Regions from separate parts of the Xenopus laevis genome. Here region 2 is linked to region 1. The links are chromatin contacts, called in public Hi-C maps. All regions are on one chromosome and are shown on one strand. Each heading gives the region's core, a stretch centred on a gene start, on an enhancer-like site or on the middle of the called end of the contact. The rest is flanking DNA. Distances are from core to core; before and after follow the strand shown.

Evidence for each region. Hi-C and Micro-C count contacts between places; a contact is called where the count stands out from the background.
Region 2: a Hi-C map of the XTC cell line shows a contact between it and region 1, with 4 times the contacts expected there. The contact joins the enhancer-like site here to the promoter of gadd45g.L in region 1. A contact is called at or near these places in 3 of 4 Hi-C or Micro-C datasets (the XL177 cell line, the XTC cell line and animal cap).

What each region holds. Positions count from the first base shown.
Region 1 is chr1L:149,152,314-149,157,977 of Xenopus_laevis_v10.1, reverse strand. gadd45g.L (growth arrest and DNA damage inducible gamma L homeolog) reads right to left here and starts at 3,310. Exons shown (of 4, transcript NM_001090459.2): 1 at 3,128-3,310; 2 at 2,638-2,739; 3 at 2,287-2,500; 4 at 1,405-2,172. The coding sequence starts at 3,180. The coding sequence ends at 2,062.
Region 2 is chr1L:149,212,548-149,218,211 of Xenopus_laevis_v10.1, reverse strand. No RefSeq gene overlaps it. Among protein-coding and RNA genes, the nearest start is that of gadd45g.L, 61 kb to the right of the region's middle. Within about 2 kb of position 2,926, at least 1 of the 7 cell types and tissues checked has an H3K27ac peak or open chromatin away from gene starts, as enhancers often do.

The sequences.
Region 1 (5,664 bases), core at 2,061-4,560:
TACACATTATACGTGTGAACTACAGAATGGTGGTGCTGCTTCTGTTTTGGCTTTTATTGCAGTTCTTCCATGTTGCCTTAATGGCCTAACGTCAGTCTGCATGAAAAGTAGCAGTTAGTGCTGAGTCAGCCTTTGGCCTGTTTTATAGGTGATGTACTGAAGCACAGTTCTGCACTATAACACTATGTCCCTATTTAATCACAGAAGAATGTGGATTGGCTGCTTACAATACTATTTCTCCTTGTTCATAATTCAGAACACATTGACCTTTCTGGAGAAGTAGAGCACTTGTGTACACACACTCAACGTCTTCATATTAGAATACCTGCAATTGTTCCAGGATTCTCTTCCGTCTAAGGTCTATATTTTTATGGCTGCTACCAGTTTCTGTTTCTGCCCTTGGCAGAGATAAGAAGGCTCGCTGTTCTCAGCAGGCACACCATGATATCGTGGACCATAGTCAATATAAAAAGCTAGTTCCTGGAACTACAACCTGAATCCTAGTAATAGGTAGTTGGCTAGGTTGGAGGCTATGTGTTCCAACATTACTGGTCATGGTAAATAAAAGCACACTGGCCTTGGAATCTGTTTGCTTGGGCTTTATATTTTCCCTCTCGGTAACTATGCCAGTTAAACCTTTTATCACCCCTTGAGCGATTTCCTGAAACCCATGACTTGCAAAGTATACGGGTCTCGGTAAACTCTCTGTACATATACTAGAGGAAGAGATTAGCTATGCACCCATGCAAATGTTTGTACTATACCATAACATTGTGCCGCTAGTTTTGCTTTCCTAAAAACCAGAAGTTGAAACAGCTTGCACTTTGGTAAATGACACATTGAATGAAGGGGAATTTTAAACCTGAGGGGTGAGATTTGGGGAATCCCTTGCTTAAAAACTGTGCCAGCTGCTCTTTTCTGTCTATGCAATAATAAAAACCCTATCTATGCAGCAGCCCCCTGTCACTCTAATGCACTCATTAGCCATTCAACCCTCGGAGCTTGCATGCTCTTGCGATAAGCAGCTGTTGCTGAAGGAGCCAGAGGTCAAATGGTCAGGGCTGAATAGCAAGCATTAGCGGTCTGCTGCAGACTATGGATTATACCAAGTAACACAGCCCCCTTCTATGCAAATCTTATTGTGCACTGCTAACAAAAAGAATGGCTACAGCACATTAGTAGCTTGCTGAATAAACTAAAGTACTGGGGCAAAACAGACTGGGTTTCTGCAGATGCCCAAACATTTATATAAAAGCAGCCCAAACTGTGACCCAACAGCCATTGCTAGACTAGAGCTTGAAGTGTTAGGTTTGTTGGTACCTTGGTATTGTAGTTTTAGTGCCACAAGCAATAGGCCTCAAAATTGACCACCCCACCAGATAAACATAAAAACCAAAACGAGTAAAGTTCAAAATTATTTATTGAATGACATAAAATAGCAGTTTAAATGTCAGGTGTTATCAAGAAAAGCACTTCAGTTTGCAACAGTGCCAAAATTCTGAAAATACAGAAAGTTTTTTTTTTCCTCTATGTATTCTGGGTAGTTGACTGTAAAGACCAATAACAAGCTGCAATGATCAGAATATTCAGTCTCAATTTGCAATCCAGAGATGCATAGTCCCAGACTCTTCCAATATGTGTATAAAGTTCATCTTTCATATCTCAGCAAACTCCAAAAGCAGATACAGAACAGGTTTTTCCTTTAGCTAGCTGCTTAATTTGCCTCATATCCATCTCAAAAGCTTCCTTTTTTCTTTTTGCAAAAAGTCCCATAAGTCCTGCACACATGCAAAACTCCTCCAACTTCATGGCATGACTGACCCCCCAGTGCTTTGGAAGGCTTCACACTGGCACCAATCTTTTCTTCTGCAGATCAGTCCATTAAAGTTTTCCTCCTTACTCTTCTGCTCCACAAGAGCCAACATCTTTGCCAGTCTTGGCGACTTAATCGGACCTCAACCAGCGTAATCCACCGATTTCGGAATGCTGCTGGTCCATCCAGGTGCACAACACCATGATAATAATGCAGAGATTTCACAACCTAACGTAGAGGAAAGATGTTCACTCGGGCAGGGTGATAGTGGGAACCCAGTCATAGACTTTGCGGCTTTCCTCGCAGAATATAGCAAGTTTCTCCAGAGCTGGATCTTTCCATGCATCCTCATTTGGATTCTGGGAAAAGAAGAGGAAGAAACTATGAGAACACTGTGCTTACGAGAAATTGCACAAGTCAGAGCTATGGGCACGGAGCCAAACAGCACAGATAAGCAGGAACACGACACTTACCGTAATAAGGATGCAGTGCAGGTCCTTGGGTTCTGCAGACTCATCAGTTAAGCCTAGTATTTGAGCGACTTTTTCTGTGTCGTTCAGCCTCACGATATCGATGTCATTTTCACAGCAGAAAGCTTGAATCAGAGTGAAGTGGATCTGAAGGGCTATATCACCTTCGTCGTATTCATCAGCAGCCAAAATGCAGAATGTAACACTGTCTGGATCTCTGTTGAGACAAATAAAAAGAGCACATTAGTTTTGCTGCAAGTCATCTACAAGTGGGACAGTGTGTGGGTTGTGTGTGTGTTACATGCATGAGTAAAGGGTGTGTGTGGGATCAGTGCAAAGGAGTGGGATACTTACACATTCATGACTTTGGCAGACTCATAGACTCCAACGGTCAGACATTCCTGTCTCTGGGCAGAGACCAGTAGCTCATGCAGGGATTTGCCAGCACTTTGCATTCTAAACAATACAAAGAAAGAAATGCATTTAGAACCAGATCACAAGTGAACATTTTGCCTTTATAGAAGAGTGCAAGACTAAATGCTAGGACACACATCCCCTCAGTCCATATAAGGAGCTTTAGCTAATGCCACCCACTCATGAGCAGCCATCTGCTAGTGACACACAGTGCAGCTCCTTCCCTATATGATCAATGCTATTTGCTATATACACCCAGTGAGGGACACACATATCTTGCAGCCCAGGCTATTCCTCCCTCACTTGACTGCGAGGCTGAACTACAAACCCCCACAATCACGGACAGACAAGCAAATCCGGAAAACTTTAACCCTTTCTGCACAATAAAATACTCGCCCCATACAATAGAAGAAGCCGGAACTGAAATTACCTGTCAGTGCTTTCAACAACGGTTTCTTGTCCGTGAACTTCTTCCAGAGTCATGATTTTCCGGGTAAGCCACAAAAATGTGAGTGCGAGAGACTTCTCAAATATCCACCAAAAGGTCCGGAAGAAGGAGAGTAGTATTATATCCACAGTAGCTAAAGACTAGTTAGAATCCCAAGCGAAGTGTGAGAAATCAGAGGAACGGAGCCGGTATTTATACACTGAAGAGGCGTAGGCGGGGTCTGTCTCACTCCTGTTCTCTGATTGGTCGGGCGGGGGAGGCATTGTGATGCTAATAGAGCAACAGAACGCTGTGGCTCGTGCCAGAAGGCCACGTGGGGGAGGAGAAGCAAGTAAGGGGGGCATATTAGAATGGCCGGGCGGTGGGCGCACTGGGGGTTTTTTACAATGACTCAAAGTCTGCCTTCTGCCCTTTGTCATGCTGTTGCCGGGCAGAATGGCCTCTTATGATTTGCTCTTTGCACGAAAAGCGAGAACATCAAAAAAAGATCCCTAAAGTTTAGATCATGTGTGCAGTGGGTGTCACAAATGTACCAACAGCAAACACATTGATTTTGTTTTCTCCTGTGCTGGGGAACACGGTGTTTTTATTACTGTCATCAACATAGTGCGCAGGGTCGCAGACTTCATCTGGCTGCAGTCATACAACTCAACCAGGGCAGTGCTGCTGCTGGCAGATGTGGGGGTTAACGTTGGGGTGTATAGTAGTAGCGAGTAGAGAAGAACATTGGGGCGCATAGTAGTAGCCAGTAGATAAGAACATTGGGGTGTATAGTAGTAGTAAGTAGATAACCCCCCCATCCAGGTGAGCTGTGGCACGTGCACCAGGCATGATCAGATACGCGGCCATACGCAATCATTAGCACTAAATGGCACATCTGATAACCTCGCTTTAAGCAGACATCTGGCCTGCTGCTGCTGCTGCTATTCGTGCAATAAAGGAGATTTTAATGAGTAGAGTGGAGGATGAGGTCCTGTATAGAGATAATGGGGGCTGTGTGCGGCAGATTGCGAATGGCACACGCTGCTCGTTAGCATTTGTATAGAGGGGCTGACAATGGGGAGAGGGGCTGGCGTGTGGCAGTTTGGAGATCAGACAATCGCTCTCTTCTTCTTCTGACCAGGGACACTGTCCACCTGCCGCTGGGGTGGGGTCTTGTTGAGGAAAGTGGGACACAAATGCATCTGACAATCTGTTCCACATGGAATCCCCCCTCCAGCACGCTTACACACTCTCATTGCTTTTTGGGGGGTTGCAATGCTCACTTTAGCCCTTTCTGACTGTGCCTGCTGCTGCACACAGCTGTTTCATTACCATTTCCCATCAGCTTCACTATTACTGAATTCTATAGGGGTCTCTCTTGTTTGCATTCTATTAACCCCACTGTTACTGGCAGACTCCATATTTCCCTCTGGGCAAATGGATCATGCAGGGAAGTGTGCATCTTTATTGTACAATTAGTCATAACGCCAGGGACAAGTCATTCTCCCCCAGAGAATATTAGGAGGATGCATTGCGACATCGTCACTGAGCAGCTCAGTCAGACGCATGGAGAATAAGAGCAGACTAGACAGAGTGGAATGCACCCGGCTGTAGATCCAGACAGAGGAGCAGTCAGCAAAGGGAGCCAACTCTTGCACACTGGCACCCACTGCTACTTATTTCTTATTATATAAATCTGGGCCACCCTGTCTCGTTCTTAACTGCAGCTCTCAGCCAAAGGCTCTCTGTCTGTCTGTCACTCGGTCTGAGGAAAGTAGGGGCTGTGCAATCAACATCAGTTTACTGAAATGAAACCCTAGGGGGTGTGTATAACATATATCTAGATCAGGGGTCTCCAACCTTTTTTAAATACAAAAAAAAAAAACTTGTTTTTTTTTTTGTTTTGTTTTTTTACCTGTGAGCCACATTCAAATGTAAAAAGAGTTGGGTAGCAACACAAGCATGAAAAAGTCCCTTGGGGTGACAAATAAGGGCTGTGATTGGCTATCAAGGCGGTATTACCAGTAAGAGAGTTGTCGTACATAGTGAGAGCAGAGACCACAAACTGCAGAGGGTAAAGTTTACACGAGTGCAGAGTTTTTCCAATAAGTATCAGTCAATAGTGGGTACGGCTCCTACTGGCAGTGCCATCGCTCAAGCTGTTCTGTAGCACCATCTACTGGGCATCAAGGGATTGCACAGCCCTGACCACAGCTAACCTCTGCCATAAACACTTGTTCTGACATGTCCTGAAATCACTTGCAGCCAGCAAGCAATAATAATAACAACCCCTACATGAGCAGCAATCTGGCCAGCACACTGCCTAATAAGAGTTTGTAGCCAGCAGAAATGATGAACCTCTCTACAAGAATTCAATGTATAGTAGTGAGACGTGAGCTGATACATTGCCAGGAATGCTGCTCTACACGGGCACAGTGGTTTATATGTTCGCCCATAATATTTTTCCTATGTGTCATCTAAGTTCTATATCCATATATTATTAATGGGAATTAGTGCCCTGCAGTATTTAAATAAAC
Region 2 (5,664 bases), core at 1,677-4,176, 61 kb before region 1:
TTTTATAGACCACAAAGGTAACCACACTACTTATTTATGAACACTAGAGGTGGTGTCCTACAGATGTTTTCAGAAGCTAGAAAATATAGAGTAGGTGATACCCATTATTGGCTAATTTAGTAGATTAGAGAATGCAAGATTTCAGGACTACATGGGTCCCTGCTTTAGGCATGGTATCATACCTGAAGCCCCAGTTCTGTGCAGCAGTAGAGAGATTCAGAAAGCTCACTACCCTAATACAGAATAGACTGGCATGTATAAAAGATGACTGTATAGACCAGGGGTCCCCAACTTTTGTTACCCGTGAGTCACATTCAAATGTAAAAAGAGTTGGGAAGCAACACGAGCATGAAAAAATTTCCTGTGGGCGCCAAATAAGGGCTGTGCTTGGCCATTTGTAGCCCCTATGTGGACTGGCAGCCTACGGGAGGCTCTGTTTGGCAGTACACATAGTTTTTATGCAACCAAAACTTGCCTCCAAGCCGGGAATTCAAAATTAAGCATCTGCTTTGAGACCACATCCAAGGGGTTGGTGAGCAACATGTTGCTCACGAGCCAGTGGTTGGGGATCACTGAGATAGACTTATTTTCAGCACTTTTGGTGTAGTGCAGTCTCACCGCCGGATTTGCTAGGCAGCACGGTCCTATCACTCGCCCGCACTACCTCACGCAGGCGCAAGACCACTGGCGTGCAAGCGCCGGAGCACTGGGGAGCAGCGTGTCTCCAGTGCTCCCCACAGAGCGGCTGGGCGGCATGCCACCTTGGAAAATGTGCCACCCTAGGCCTGGGTCTATGTGGCCTCGCCACAAATCCGGCCTGTGCACTCTTAAAGATGAGCATAGGTGCAAGCACTATGTCTAGAGCATTTGTATAGGCACAATTTTTTTATGCATTTTTAACCTTGTTATAACTTAAGGGGGTACTTAACAAACCTTACCATGCTCAGAGGCATGCATGTGATTGTGATAGAGATCTACCTGCTTACCTTTAAATGTTTCCTTTAGCCATGTTTAAAACTTTATTTCAGGGCTAAAAGTCTAAAAATATTTTTTTTCAGATAGTGTAATATGTATTACATATTAACTAAAAGCAGCTATAGGACAGCTATAGGCCTGATAAAAGAAAGTGAGCCTATTAGTAGTGTTTGCATGGTAATCAATAGCTTCATGCAAAGCAAACATTAGTGCTGCAAACCTTCCGTCTGGCTATGCCACCAATTCAGTACCTGAGAACTGCAGCAAACAGTCTGTGAGAAAGCCCAGCTCATACCTGTTGCTTATGGCAAACAAATCTGTGTATACCATACTGGATTGGTAGAGCCAAATTAGAGGGCTCCTACTCGCCATTACTCTTTCCATTGAGTGACAAGCTGTAATATGATTGGACTAAGCAGACTGGGTTTCATATTTAAGACTCATACCAGACTTTGTCTATATTTCAATCAACCACAGCACTGAACACTTTAGATGCATCATGTAAGAAAAAGCTGTAATACTGGGGAAACACCTGGGGCCAGTCTGTATACAAACACTGGCAGCAGAAGCAGCCATAGTGGCAGAGTAAACTGTATGTAGCAGTGGCAATTATAGGTAAGGGATAATGAAAGACCGGGGTGTTAAGGAGATATGGTCTTGGTGCTCCTGCAAGTAACTTTCATATCTAACATCAATGGTAAATAAGCAGCAGTGGCCTTTCTGTTCCAGCCCTCTACTATTCATCCCCCATTCTGACTTCCACAATGCTGTCTACTTGCTAGGTAGCTAGTAACCACAAAGCGACATCAACACTAAGTGGCAGATTTACTAAGGGTTGAAATGAAAATTCTAATTTTCTATTTTTTTTTATGTCAAAATTGTCACATTCGACTAGGGAATTATCCAAAATTAAAAAAAATTAATTACATTTTCGAGATTTATCATACCCTGGCCTTTTAAGAATTGAAATTCGACTATTCGCCACCCTAAACCTGCCGATTTCATGTATAAAGCTGGTCATAGACGCAAAGATCCAATCGTACGAATCAATGTACGATCGGACTTTCCCATCTCCCGACCCTCCACTAACCATTCAGATCAAAGTCTTTACCATTCCGATCAAATAAGAACAGATCACCCAATGTTCTGCCCCTGACAGCAATCGTACGATACTTATGTCTGACAACACTAGTGACAGTCTCCCTCTGAAAATCGTACGATCGGCAATACACGCAGAGATATTATCGGCAGGCGACAGAAATGTTCTAACCTGTCTGATCGACCAAACGACCGATCTCCGACGGACGAAAAATGTCGGGACTCTCCACACATGGTCCGAAAATCGTACGAATCCACGATTCGTACAATCGGATCTTTGCGTCTATGGCCAGCTTAAGTCAATGGGAGAGGTCCAATGACCAATTTGAAGATGTTTGTAGCCATCCTGACATTTGAGATTTTTTTTTAGATTCAAAATCAATTTGAGTTTTCAGGTCGGTAAAATTAGAGAAAACACAAACAAATAGAAAATGAAAATTGATTTGGGTTATTATATTGGTTTAATTAATGTTTAAATTATATTTTAGTAGACAACAATTATACAGATTGAAATTATAGAAAGACCTCATGTCTGGAAGATCCCGTGTCCCGAGCATTCTGGATATCAGGTACAAAACCTGTACCGATATTAGCAGGGGCCCAAGCATTTATCCTTGGATCCCCCTGAAGACAGCTCCATGTATATTGTTCTGTTTTTAAAATGGTATGTAATACAATACATTCCTTAAATGAAACCTAATACAATCAAAGCCGAAACAAGTTTATTTATGTCACTCCGACAGTTGAAAATCAGGGTTTAAGACATCTGCCGACTAGCTGCAGAGATAGAAACCAAATCATGTGAGTAGCCAAAATTAGCTAGCATCACATTGTACTATACATCATCTGACCGTGACTCAGCAGGTTTCAGGAATACGGAGAGGATTGCAACATCTACTGAATATTACATCAGGATTTCCCAAAAATGAAAGGAAAGCAAGAGGACATGTTTACAGGCTGTTGTACTTGCAGAATGGTAATCAATACATGGTAGCAGCACAGAAAACATGTTGATAACCACTGATTCCCTGTAGTAAACAAAAAGTCAGAACATTCAAATGTTTTTTCTTGTTTTTGCACAGTGAAAGTAAATGCTGTACATAGCAACTGTTAAATATATATTTATTAAATGGTGTCAGTGGTTTTAAAGTGATTTGTAAATGATATTGCTGTAGATATCATCTTTAAAACTGTTAAAACTGTTTTGAAATGTTGCTTAAAATGTTTTTCATTATGCAAAATAATTATTTGCACGCAGATCCTGGTTAACAGATCTTTTACGGATAACAGATCTTTTCATAATTTAGACCTTCATATCTTAAGTCTACTAGAAAAATACGTAAACATTAAATAAACCCAATAGGCTGGTTTTGCTTCTAGTGAGGACTACTGTAATTATATCTTAGTTTGGATCAAGTACAAAGTACTGTTTTATTATAAAAAGAAAATAATCTTTAAAAATTTGGATTATTTGGAAAAATTTAGTCTATGAGAGACATTCCGTAATTCAGAGCTTTCTGGTTTCTGGATAACGCATCCCATACCTGTAATTAAAAACACTATTTATTATTATTCTGTATTATTATTGATGTATATTTTCAATGATGGCATTATTTGTAAATAAAAGTCACTAGAGGTTGCAAAGATGCTTTCTACACAGGTGTAAATGGAGCAATCTTTCAAATGAATAGAAAAAAATATAATGATAAAACAATGAATTAATGGACACAGCAACTGAAAATTAGTTGCCACCAACATAGTATTGTTTTAGCTCGATCTGAAGAAGCTTAAAGGAACAGTAACACCAAGAAATGTGCTTTAAAGTAATGAAAATATCATGTAGTGTTGCCCTGCACTGGTAAAACTGATGTGACACTACTAGTCAGAAACACTACCATAATTCATATAAACTATATATATATGGCACAGGTTAACTAATGGATAACACACCATTAGACAGACAGAGCTTATTTGCTATCTGCTGTGTAATCTGAGCCTTTTCTCCTTTGAATGGCTGCCCCCATTGCTACACAGCAGCTTATTTATATAAACAATAGTAGTGTTTCTTAAGTAAACACAGCAGTTTTACCAGTGCAGGGCAACACTGCATTATAGTTTCATTACTTTAAAACACTTTTATTTTTTGGCGTTACTGTTCCTTTAAAATACCAAGGGAATGTAGAGATAGCATGAGATTCTGACGTGGAATGTTGAAATGGTCAGATCCTGCTATTCTAAATCTCAATCTAAATCAGAATGTTGAGCAATTAGGGAATTTCCATTTCCTTCTTTGAACAAACTTCATGATATCATCCTTTCTGCAGAAGATAAGAAGGATAACTTCCGTCTTCTCAGTGTAGGAATTGATTATGTAAAACTTTATACGTAGTGTTCGGGCCTCACATAACAAGAGCATGTATTAGTAAAGTTGTAAAGTCTGCAGAATGATTAATACAATGATGGCGTATGCTTGACATTGTCTTCCTTGACGAACACAGCGGATGAGATTTTTTGGGTTAATTATTAACACTGCATAAAGAGCTGCATTCAATTTCTTATGTCATAGCTGCTGAGATTCTCTCATTAAATTACAGAGATTATGATTATAATTCTCAGAAAAACAAATGTTTATATTTTTCAGTTGTACAATCCCTTTTCACTAATATTTCTCATCTACACCAGCAGTTTCTTTCTATGGGGCTTAAAGGAGCAGCTAAAAATAAGAGCTGCAACATTCAAAACTTAAAGTTATCTGAGAACATGTACAGTAATTTTAATTTCTTCACTTATTTGTGGCAGTATGCCTTTCTTCAGATCACCCTGATGTGAAATACCTCTCTTGTCTTTTGCAGGAACACTTGTAGCTGACATCCACAGCCAAGCCTTCAGAAGGATATGATCACTTACTCACCACTACCATCTATTCTACAGTGTCTATGCCTTAGGAAAGGCCTCATAATGGCTATAAGAGGGGGGAAAATGGCCACCTTTATGTCTGGCTGAGACCTGGCGGGGGGGGGGGGGGTCATTCTCTGGGCAGAAGTGCAAGAATATGGAGCGTTTTTTTTGCAGGCTGAGAGAAGCGGATCTGCTCTCTTCCCCAGCTCCATTGGCCTGCACTTAAAAGTACAGCTTCCGTTTTAGTGCAGGTACAGGGAACAGAGCGTATATAGGTCCAAAAACACAAAAAGCATTCATTTTCAAGCAAATCTCCGCTCAATGACCTGCACTAAGCAGAAACTTACTGTAATTGTCAGTGCAGATCAACTGATGTGCTGAAAGCAGTGGATCTGCTTCTCTCCACCTGCAAAAAAACACAGGCTAAAAGCAATGCAGCCAATGCTCTCTGTTCACTGGTCAAACAAGCAAAACAAGCCTATTGGGTTTATTTATTGTTTAAATTACTTTTCAGTAGGCTTAGGGGCAGATTTTTCAAAGGTCAAGGTTTGATTTCGAGCTATTTTTTGTGTACTTTGACTAGGGAATAGTCCAAATTTGATTAGAATTGGAAAAAAATGTGAATATTTTAATATCAAAATTTATTATGTATACTCTTACTTTAAAAATTTGACTTTGACCATTCGCCATCTA